4 separate regions of the Mus musculus genome follow, and regions 2, 3 and 4 are each linked to region 1. A link is a contact called in public HiCAR-type, HiChIP or PLAC-seq and promoter capture Hi-C data. All regions are on one chromosome and are shown on one strand. The core of a region is the stretch at or near the end of the contact, and the rest is flanking DNA. Distances in the headings are between cores, read along the strand shown.

Region 1 (2,700 bases), core at 139-2,638:
CATTGGTTTTGAGAGTTCCTGGCCTGGTTTTGGGGGTGGGGGATGGGGAAAGGAACTGACAAATGTAGGTGCGAGACTCCCCTTCCAGAGCCTCCTCTCCCTTGGAGTTTTGCTAACCAACCCTATACAGATTATTTCTGGCTATCTCTTTTTTCTGTTCTTCATTCATCAACTAAGGCATGTTGCACCAGGCTTTGTAATAGCAAATATACAGACTCTAAGTGAAACCCAGACATTAGCTTTGTGACCTTTGGTGAGGGGACTTAATGCTTTTCTGGTTTGATTCCCCTCCCCCAGAGGGGAGATAGAGATGAAGCCAATACCTACCCCCTCCAGATGGTCGCCTAATTATCACTGTTATTCTACACTGTGTCAATGGAGTCCAGATTAGCCTCAAATTCACCACGTAGCAGAGATTAACCTTGAACTTTGGATCCTCCAGCCTCTGCCCCATAAGTGCTGGGATCACAGTGGTGCACCACACTCCTGGAATTACGAGGTCCTGGGGATGGAACCCAGGGCTTCATGAGTGCATGACAAGCATTCCACCAGCTGAGACACATTTCCAGTCCACAGCGGACTCATGACAAGATCAACTATCAGAGGCCCTAGCACGTACGGAATGTCAATAAAAGCTAAGTCCTAAGTGTCTGCTACTGTAATTTTCTTAGTGATAGCCATCATTTGTGGGCTTCATCTTCCATTGCATCCTAAACCCTAACCATCCCAAATTCTGCTCTCTCCTGTCCCCAACCTATACAGCCCAAGGCTTCCCTCCTTCTCTGTAATCCTGTCTAGACTGTTTCTTGGGCTTGGTGTTCTGTTTCTGGAGTACAGAAGCCCTGTCCTCTGGGATGCTGGATCTGCAACCCCACCCCCTCCACCCCCCACCTCCCGTGTCAGAAGGCCTGGACTAAAGGCCCAGATTGGAGTCCCGATAGGAAAACAAGTTCTTTTAGCACTCATTTCAGTCCCTTGGAATTAACTCTTTCACAGCCTGACTCCAAGAGTAGTCAATCCTGGAAGGTAGAGCTACAAAGAGTTGTCTTGGTCACCCAAAGTACTTAGCATAAAGCGGGATAGAGTAAACTAGCTACAGTGGGGCAGAAGTGTGTGTGTGTGTGTGTGTGTGTGTGTGTGTGTGTGTGTGTGTGTGTGTTTAACACTTTCAACCCCAGTCCTGTAATCTCCCAGGCCTCAAGAATGGTTGATTACTTCAGAAATTCGGATCATCCCTTCCCCTGGGTGTCCTTCACCTGAGTCAGCGATGCTCCCGGGGGGCTTCCCTCGCTCCTCCCACTGCTGTCCCTCCAGCCACCACCAACCCCCTCCTCCGCGTGGCGCCTCCCCTCCTCCCATTCCAGGCAGAGCCCTGAGGGGCTAGGGGCGGAGCGTCTGGGATGTGGGCTGGGTGGCTTTTAGGCCGGCGTTTGCTTGAAAACCTCCGCCGCCGCTAGGCCGGGGGCAGGCAATGGCAGGGGATGTGTGATTGCGGACAGTGAGAGGGCCGTTGCTATCATGCCCGGGCGCGCGGGCGTCGCCCGGTTCTGCTTGCTGGCTCTCGCTCTGCAGCTACATTGGCCGCTGGCGGCGTGCGAGCCGGGATGGACCACAAGTAAGTGGCAGCGCGCAGATGGGTTCTGAGGCGACTAGGGGTGGTGGTGATGACTGAGGGTCTGAGAGTCGCTCTTGCATGCCGGCAGCTCCATGACCGCTATCCCTGCGGACTCCGCCACTCCCCGGGTGTGAGTATCGCCACCCCCAAGCCTAGGAGCCCAGGCTTTGTTCTCTTGTGGTGAGCCACGGGAGGTCGTGGAGCTAGTGCGCTCACTGCAATCAGAAAGCAGTAAGTCTCTCTCTCTCTCTCTCTCTCTCTCTCTCTCTCTCTTTGCTTGCCTTCCTTTCTTCATCTCCCCGTGTTTTCTTACTTTGGGCTTCTCTTTCCGCTGCTCTTCCTATCTTTGCTGTTTTTCTTGAGGTTGCTCGTCTCCGCTCTGCCTCTCTCTCATCGCTATTTTGCGCCCGCTGCTCTAGCAACCCCAGAGCATCCCCAGAGGAGCACCCCAAGCATCCTATCCCGAATCGGCGAGGGAACCACTCCCTGGATCTTGCTGGGGGCGGGGGGGTGGTGGTGTCAAAAGCATACCAGTGGGATAGAAAATCAAAGGTTTCCGAGAGATTAGGGTAGGGTGGTTTACTGGTTATCTCTGCCTGTACACTTAGCATCTCTGAAAGACCATAAAAGAACCATGCGCACCCATTATGCAGATCGTAAGCTGAAGTTCACTAACAAAAACCCAGGTGTGTATAAGTACGCCCCACATTGAAGATCTGATACTGGAAACCGGAGCTTTCTTTCCACCTCACCCAATGCCTATCTCCTCTTGGCCTCAGTTTTCATGTGAAGAAAATGGAATGGGCTCCACGCTTCCAGTTTGGACGCTGGATAATGCCTATTTCTCACAACTGTTTTCCCAGGCACCGCTCCCTCCCGGGCCGCATCCCTCAGAGGTTCTCATAGGATTTCGCGGAAGGGACGGTCCCGGAGGGGCAATGCCTGGCTTCTGTCATCTTGACCCGGGAGAGCTTATTTAGCCTTAGCTCTGAGGCAGCTGGAGAGCTGGGCTGACTCCAGACGGTCGCGGGTGCTTGCTGTACCAACCGTCAGCGTTTTTAAATCAAGCTAACGACGCCCTAGTG
Region 2 (2,700 bases), core at 131-2,630, 2.8 Mb after region 1:
TCCTCCAGGAGCCACACAGGAATGTTGGTGTGGACAGCCTTGGGATACCGTGCCTCAGAACTCCAACCCAGTATTTACAAAGAGCCCTTAGAATTCTTTCTGGGATTCAAGTGACCCTCCACTTCCTTTTTTGAGGATCATGACCAGATTATACTCCTATTTCACCTCTCTGCACAGGGGCGAAGATCCCCAAAGAAGAATATAGATCCTTGTGGCTGTCAATCTGGGAAAGAGGATGAGACCCGTGAGGAAATGTCTTTCGAGTCTCGCAACCGACACAGAACGGAGAGCATGCTCGCACACACTTGCCCATAGCTGCATGAAAGGTAGCAGGGACCACACAATTCCCTCTGATATTTATTTATCTTTGGAAAGTGTGATAAACTTGCTCACGGTGAATGGGGACAGTACTGAACCCACATGCTCTGGGAAGATGGTATTTGAAAAGCTCCCATCTCATTAACTATAAACTTACAGACTAGTGAAGGAGGTGGTTCCTTAAACAGAGACACTTTCTCCAATGCAAATAAAACATTTTAATGGAGTCAGACAAAAAGGTCACTATGATACCTTATACTCAAAACCTACTCTGAGATTCCTATTCCATGGGTAGTCCAGATAAGAAACAAACCTCCCCCCCCCCCTATTTTTTTCATGTATCCTAGATATTGCCTGTGGTCCATTCTAATCCTGGGCGTTTATTTTGTGGAGCTATGAAGAGACGCTATCTTAAATTCCAAGAGAATATGGGTTGGCACGCTCTGCCCTCCTTCAAATTTAGCCAGCATTAGAAGAACCACAAGGCCAGAAATAAGGTGAGGTACGCATTTGCCTCCAGGCTGGTGGTTTAGATATATCTGAACAGCAAAGATACAGCAGGGCTGTGTGGTACTAGACAGTCAAAGTGAGGCTCTGCTGTGGACACTGCCTGAGCAAAAGAAACCAGACCCCAAGGTCACATGACCTGTTTTCACGGTTTTACCGTTCATATTATATTGGGGGATTCATATTAGATTGGGGGTGGCCAAGCTACATTTAAGAGACTTTTACTTACCTGATCCAGAGGAGTTATTATGTGTGATTCGATGTTAGTGGCCTTCCTGGAACGTCACCCCTTTCTTCCTAGGACAAAAACGTTGCTGTCCTCCGGCAGAAGTTCCCTATGTAGAGATCCAAAACTGGAATATAGACCCGGATGTTGAGAGATGAGATGCAGAGGTCTGGAGTCCTTCTGAGAGGAGACGAACCAAGAGGAGGTCTGATCGCGTGGATTTTCTTTCAGCTTCTGGTCTTCGAGCAGACCTTGCTTTTTGTCCTGCACTTTCTAGACCGGAGATATGCCTGCCTGGGCCCAGCGGGGGAGCGGGGGGGGGACGGACTCGAATTGAGAATCAGTTTCGGTTTCTATTTCTTGAAACAGGCTAGTTTTCAGGATTAGGCTGGGCGGGCTGCATAGTAGTCTTCAAAGAGGAGCAGAACCCTGCTGTGCTGACTCACCGTCAACAGGGGTCGGGATGAGGGATTGGAGGTGGTGGTGGAAGTGGAGGGTGGGGGCGTTGGGGTTGGAGTTGTGTCTGTTTAGGGACTTTAACAGCCAGCCCCGCGTCAGACCTTCCAGTGTCTGAACCTGCTACTTCTTTCCGTGGATACCACCTGTGGAGATGCTGGCCCTGGGCAATGCTAACCTCCAGACCCAGCAACCTCAGGCCACCCCGAGCTTGGAGGCTGCACTGAGACCTTGTTCTGTATGATCGTTTACCCCGTTTGCCGGCTCACTTGATTAATCACACCTCTCTATATAAAGGAGAATGTCAGAGCACCAGGGAGTCGAGAATCGGGTTCTTGTCCTCGTTAGTGTTTGAGAGGGAAGAGGGTATGAGCTGAGAGGGGACATACTTCATTTTCCTCAGATCTAGGAGGTAGATTATTAGAGAGTAAACGCAGGGGCTGGACGCTTTGACCATGGCATAGAAGCACTGACCCCTGTGTAACGTTTTCATGAAGAAAAACAGAATTTTTTTTTTTTAAAGCAACCGGCCACGGTCACAGTGACAGAGGGGGCAGCGAAGAGGAGCCAAGTAGCTTTCAGAGTGTCGGGCGGCTGTTATTCTCTCTGCTGCTCTTCTGTACCTACCGGTGAGTTCTTACTGCACAGCAAAGAGGGGCAGAGCTGAGCCTGTTCCATAGTCACTGCGAGAGGGAGACAGATTGGGCCAGGAGGAATGAGGCGGCTCCTCACACAGGCACTAACCAGTGTTCCAAACTCTACTTCTGCCCATTACAGGCTCAGTATTGCCCAGAGGTTTGGGCAATGTGATCCTCTGGTCACAAGGAGCCCTTTGTCACCCCTCCAAGTGACCAGTAATGTGATCCTCTACCGGCGCTGGTGGCTTTCTCTTTCTCCTTACCGGAAAAGACTGAGTTGCTGAGAAGAGGAACAAGTGTGAGCTGTTGTTTAATGAACTGGAGGCCTTGAGTGATAGCCAGGATCTGTCCTTGTTTGATTCCTCTAAGCCCTCAGCTTCTCCTCAAAGCCTGAGGAGAAAGCAGGCTAGTTTCAATGTCTGTCTTTGAGAGACTGGACAATCTGTATGTCCTGCTTTCTTTATGTGATTTCTATAAGAACAAACAGGAACAGGTCTGAGCACAGTACAGGAAGGCCAGGAAGAGAGTTTCTGGAACCTTCTGTCTCAGTGAGCC
Region 3 (2,700 bases), core at 14-2,513, 2.6 Mb before region 1:
AATTCAGTCCCCAGAACCCACACAGTATAAGGAAAACCAATTTCCACAGGTTGTCCTCTGACCTCCACAGGCACACCACGGCATGCGTGTGACCCCACACATACACAAATAAAGGTAATAAATGTATTGCTCTTAAAGATTAGGCCATACAACTTAACTCAATTCTTACACACAAACCTGTGCCTCATTTGGGGCAGTTACTTAGCACTCTAAATAACCTCATTAAGACAATAAGTATGAACATAGGCACCATGGCGCACGCCTTTAATCCCAGAATTTAGGAGTCAGGGGTAAGTGGATCTCCTGAGTTCAAGGCCAGCCTGATCTGCATAGCAAATCCCAGGCCAGTTAAAGCTATGTCTCAAAAAACCGATTTAAGCAGAGCGCCTGGACACGTGACTTAGTAGCATTTGAAAAGCTCCAAGTTCCATTCCCGGCAGTGCATAAGCCAGGCAAGGTGGCCCATGCCTGTAATCACTGCACTGGGCAGGTGGAGTCAAAGGATCAGAAGTTCAAGGCCCCCCTAGGTTACATTGGGAACTGTAGGCTGGGACCATTCACAACACCTGTGTATCTCAAGGCAGGAAATACTTACCACCAGTGCCCAGCTTCAACCCATCCTTAGATGCCAAACGGCGGCCGGGTTCTTCATTATCCTTATCAACAAAGATAAGAGTAGCCATTCTGGATTACTCTAAGGGAGAGACCTGAATATTAGGATATTGGCATTGAGGACGGCTGGAAAAACTACGCAGTAACAGAGACCAAGCTTTACCCAGGGCACCTATGCACAAAAATTTATAAGTAGCTGGAGAAGTCAACAGGCTTAATCCAGATCCTAAATCTGCACGCCAGGGTCATAAAACACTCAACTCTTACAGAAATCAGTTTATGTTGGCACCCATCAAAACTGTCTCCAGCCTACAATCTCTGCTATAAAGAGAAGCCAAGAGGATGCTCAAATTTGGCCTCCTGCTACATAACAAGTTCAAGACCAGCCAGGGCTGCTTGAGATCCTGAAGTGGGGAGGGAAGAAGAAAAGTAAAAACAGCGTTGCTGTGGGTCGAGCACGACAAGAGCGCCTCGGGACGCGGGGCCGAGTGAAGCACACGTCCCGACCCTGCTTCAACCTCCAGTCCCGGGTCTGCCCTCCCCGCCACCCCAAGCTCGCCCAAGACGCCCTCACCCACGACGAGCTCACAGCTAAACTCACCGAAGACTGCGCCACCAACGACCCGGCACACCGCAGTTTAAACTGTAACTCAATTGGTCCCTCCGAGAGGAGGTGGGGCCTACAGCCTGAGAACCAATGGGAGCAACGGAAGTTTTCAGCCACCGCCCAGCTCTCGCGTCTGTCTCCAAAGTATTAAGGAAAACAAAACTAAACAAAACCAAAAAAAAAAAAAAACAAACAAACAAACTAGAATCGTACATTGTCCAAAACTCCTGTGAGAGGCTTTTTGTTTGCCACGACATGGACCTGCGAGAAGGTACTCACCCAATAAACGTCTTGTCCCTTTAAATTTGAAGGGCTTTTTTTTTTTTTTTTTTTTTTTTTTTGGAAACAGGTTTTCACAGGACTCAGACTGTCCTTGAACTGTGCAATGGATGGTGAATGACAATCACTTTTAACTCCTGAGACTGCTTCCGGTCTTCCAAGGACTAGATTAGTGGCTGTGCCACTGCTCCAGGCTCACTTTTATGGTTTTGGCTTCTTTGAAAAAGTCTCTTACTACCCAGTTCAGGCTTTTCGGAAACTCACTAGCCCAGGCCTGCTTCTGACTCAAGATTCTCCTGCCTCAGAGCTCAGATCAGAGTAGCCAGAGTGTAATCTCTAGGGGAACAGGCCTGCGCAGTAGATACTGGAGTTTGGAGAAGACTAAAAAGGAATAAGTAGTAGAAGAGACCAACATGTACATAAAAACTTAACTGAAGAAGCCAAGAGGTTTAATCCAGACCTTAAATCTTCAAGTCAAAGTCAGAGGCACTAATCTACTGAGAAGATGGTTTGGGTCTTGGATCGGCCCCCACCAAAACCTATCCAAGACTGGAGAGATTCCTGGGCAGTTACAAGCACTTACTGATCTTGAAGAAGACCCTGGCTGTCCTGGGAATCACTATGTAGACCAGGATGGCCTGGAACTTAAGACATCTGCCTGCCTTTGCCTCTTAAGTAGTAGTTAATCTCTGCTTATTTTTAGAACTTGTGGAAATTTGGCAGGTTTGAAGACAAAGAATGGAGATTATTCAAGAGCCCAGGACTTCCCATTGAAATAAGCATTGTTAATAATAACATTGGAGCCTCCCCCTGCACACTTTCTGCTATGTGTGTGATTATATTTAATTAACATAAAAGTTCCTTAGTCTCCTTTGTGTGTTCCTGAAAACATTCTAAAGTTCCATGATTGATACTGGGATACTTGTACTAGGAATTTCACCCACCCCACCCCACCCCCTCCTGCTGGACAGACCCTTTCTACAAAGGTTGTGACAGCTTGTAAAGTCCTCAGCTCTATGGAGCCACAGGAGATGCTGATGTGTGACTGGTGAGTGGTAGATCAAGAAAGCTTGCTTGCTTTCTTCTTCTTCTTCTCCTTCTTTTTGTTTGTTTGTAGAACATGAGTTTAATATTTTTAGCTGTTAATATTCAATAAACGGAATAATTATTTTAAGATATATTTCATTGTTATGTCTCTTTTC
Region 4 (2,700 bases), core at 48-2,547, 2.8 Mb after region 1:
GCCCAGCAAATAACACATCACCGAAGGTCCTCGATGTCATGACTCTGAGTTCTTGGTGAACCAGAAGAGCCTTAGCTCACCATCAGTTGTCCTGTGCCTGAAACCGGTGGCCATTCTTTAGTCCAGGGATTCACTTGTTTCTTCAACTGACCTAATAATGTTCCTTATCTTCAAAATAATTGTAGGTGAGTTTGCAGAAAATTTAAAACGTCCCATGGTGGAAGAGGAGAGTCAAGCAAGAGCCTTGAGGTTATTATGAAGACTTCAACTTCTTTCCTGGGAGTTAGCAGCCACTCACTGGTGGGGTTTGAGCAGAGGGCTCTGATGGATACTGTGGAGACATGGGCTCTGAAAGGGTTCTCTAAAGTTAAAAAAATTTTTTAAAAATGGAAGCGATTGTAGAGTGTGGTGACTGAGGCCGGGGGATTGAACCAGGGCAAGGAGCCGAGTGGGGGACTCTAGAACCCAAGAAGAAAGTAGGAGGTCATAGACCGGAGAGAAATGGAGGTGGTAGCATCCCGAGTGGCGAGGAGAAAATGCTGTGAGGAAGGACAGACACACCAGAGAGGTGAGGTTTGCAACTCTCGGTTAGAATTGGGCGAGTGGATAGAGACATTGACAAGAGAGGTTTTGAGAGAGGCAGAGAAAGAAGCTTGACCCAAGTGGCCTCCAGAATGAAAGGATAGAAAAACTACTCCAAAAACAAAAACAAAACGGTCCCTGGAACCCAGCTGTATACCAGCTGGGGAGAGACAGAGGGATTTGGGGTAGGTGTGGATTCTGAATGAAATGAGGGTAAATGGCTGTATTACTTGTTCAAAATTAAAGGGATAACTGTAAGAGATGATGTAGTTACAAAAGTGGACAAAAGGCCACGCTTGGGATGAGGAGGTAGAGCCAAATTCCAGACCCTAAGTTTAGCTCAGCGCAGTGCCAGGATGAGTCGGTATGCGGGGAACCAGACACCTTGTCCCGGGAGCCAGGCCTTTGCCCCTGTAGGGCAGGGTCAGCCTAGGTCAGCTACTGGGAGTGGAGCCCAGCTGGCCTTGCGCGCTCACCTGTCCCCGACAGTTCCCTACTGCTGACTGGGCCATACTGGGCGGCCTAGAAAGGCGGTGGAAGGGGGGTCGACAAAAGGGAGATCGGGGCTAGGGTGGTGGCTTTGGGAACCCAGAGAAAGGGCAGCACCTGCCTCCATTCTCAGCTGGGTGCACCCTCGGCTCACGTCTCAGCTTGCCCGCTGCCGGCCCCGCCCCTCCTCGCCCAGTGGGTACTCGGAGCTCAGCCCAGCTTGGACAGTAGCATCCAGGGACCTCCCCAAAGCCACAAGACTCGAATGTACTAAGGACACGGATGGCGACTGTGGGGCCGCGGACCGGGCCGAACGCAGGAGCCGAGGCGCTGGCCCTAGCGGCAGAGCTCCAAGGCGAGGCGACGTGCTCCATCTGCCTAGAGTTTTTCCGGGAGCCGGTGTCAGTCGAATGCGGCCACAGCTTCTGCCGAGCCTGTATTATGCGCTGCTGGGAGCGTCCCGGAGCTGGGACCGGCACGGCGACCCGCACGCTGCCCTGCCCACTGCCCTGTCCTCAGTGCCGCGAGCCCGCGCGCCCCAGCCAGCTGCGACCCAATCGACAGCTGGCCGCGGTGGCCTCGCTCCTTCGGCGCTTCAGCCTGCCCCCCACCGCCCCCGGGGAGCGCGGGACTCCAGCGGTGCCTGCCCGGGCGGCGGCTGCGCGGTGCTCCCAACACGGAGAGCAACTTAAGCTCTACTGCCAAGACGACGGCCGCGCCATTTGCGTGGTGTGCGACCGCGCCCGCGAGCACCGTTCGCACGCCGTGCTGCCGCTGGAGGAGGCGGTGCAGGAGGCCAAGGTGGGTGCAGGATGTCCCGGAGCCCTGGCTCTGCTCCAGCCCTCCCAGCTCTCCTTGCGGACTGCAGGCAGGGTCCTACAGAAAAGCCCCGGTCTCCTTTTTCTCTTTCTAAAACTGTTTTCCCCTCATCTCTTCTCGTCCCTCAGAGCCCGATGCCTGGAGGCCTGGAAGATGGCCCCAGGGACTTGAAATCTTGTCTGTCCCCAACCGCTAATGTAACTCTGCCCAGGAGAAATTCTGTTTGTCACGCCCACATATCCACTGCCACACTCCTACTGCGTTCCCAGGGGCGTGGCACTACACAAAGTACCAAGTTCAAAGAGGAAGAACACAGAATAGCGTCCTGGGTTAGGTGGTCTGTCTGAAGGGCTGTGAAGCCCATTGGTTCTGGGCATCTTCCCTTTTAGTCTGTCCCTCGATAGGCTGCGGCACAAGAGGCGTGTGCAGCTCCCAGTCTCTGCTGCCCTGTTGTGCTCCAGCCTTCCTACAGGATGAGAGGAGAGCTGAAGATAAGATAGACCGAACCAAGGTGGGAGTCTCGATTCTCACCGCAGACCACGTGATTGATGCCCTTGAGGAAGTGAGACTCCCGGACCTTTGGAGTTCCCCTGCATTTGTTCTGCACCAATAGGCTTAGTCTGCAAGTCTCTGTTCACCCCATAGCCAGAGATGGTATCTATCCAGTCTCCTGCTCCTGAGAGCAGAATCTTGGCTTTCTCCTGGATGGTTCTAGGAAAGTACACGAGAGGGTATCCAGAATTTTCTGACCACGTGTCTTCCTTCTACCACAGGAGTTGCTGGATTCCAGGCTGAGGGCCTTGAAGAAGG

The links. HiCAR-type assays count read pairs that join an accessible place to other places. HiChIP or PLAC-seq counts read pairs in DNA pulled down with a chosen protein or histone mark. Capture Hi-C pulls out chosen DNA fragments and counts their contacts.
Region 2: a HiCAR-type map of astrocytes shows a contact between it and region 1, with 6 times the contacts expected there. The contact joins the promoter of Irgm1 here to the promoter of Adam19 in region 1. A contact is called at or near these places in 1 of 39 promoter capture datasets (hippocampal neurons) and 1 of 115 datasets of contacts at active chromatin or transcription factors (astrocytes).
Region 3: a contact with region 1 is called in a promoter capture Hi-C map of adipose tissue. The contact joins the promoter of Pttg1 here to the promoter of Adam19 in region 1. A contact is called at or near these places in 1 of 39 promoter capture datasets (liver), 2 of 115 datasets of contacts at active chromatin or transcription factors (both in embryonic stem cells) and 1 of 9 other capture datasets (adipose tissue).
Region 4: a contact with region 1 is called in an H3K4me3 HiChIP or PLAC-seq map of forebrain, with 9 times the contacts expected there. The contact joins the promoter of Trim7 here to the promoter of Adam19 in region 1. A contact is called at or near these places in 3 of 39 promoter capture datasets (cranial neural crest, hippocampal neurons and pre-B cells) and 2 of 115 datasets of contacts at active chromatin or transcription factors (bone marrow-derived dendritic cells and forebrain).

The regions. Positions count from the first base shown.
Region 1 is chr11:46,054,596-46,057,295 of GRCm38.p6, forward strand. Adam19 (a disintegrin and metallopeptidase domain 19 (meltrin beta)) reads left to right here and starts at 1,389. Exons shown (of 23, transcript NM_009616.4): 1 at 1,389-1,615. The coding sequence starts at 1,519.
Region 2 is chr11:48,870,040-48,872,739 of GRCm38.p6, forward strand. Irgm1 (immunity-related GTPase family M member 1) reads right to left here and starts at 1,381. Exons shown (of 3, transcript NM_008326.2): 1 at 1,055-1,381.
Region 3 is chr11:43,424,988-43,427,687 of GRCm38.p6, forward strand. Pttg1 (pituitary tumor-transforming gene 1) reads right to left here and starts at 1,264. Exons shown (of 6, transcript NM_001131054.2): 1 at 1,214-1,264; 2 at 596-694. The coding sequence starts at 683.
Region 4 is chr11:48,836,174-48,838,873 of GRCm38.p6, forward strand. Trim7 (tripartite motif-containing 7) reads left to right here and starts at 1,298. Exons shown (of 7, transcript NM_001347446.1): 1 at 1,298-1,872; 2 at 2,664-2,700. The coding sequence starts at 1,354.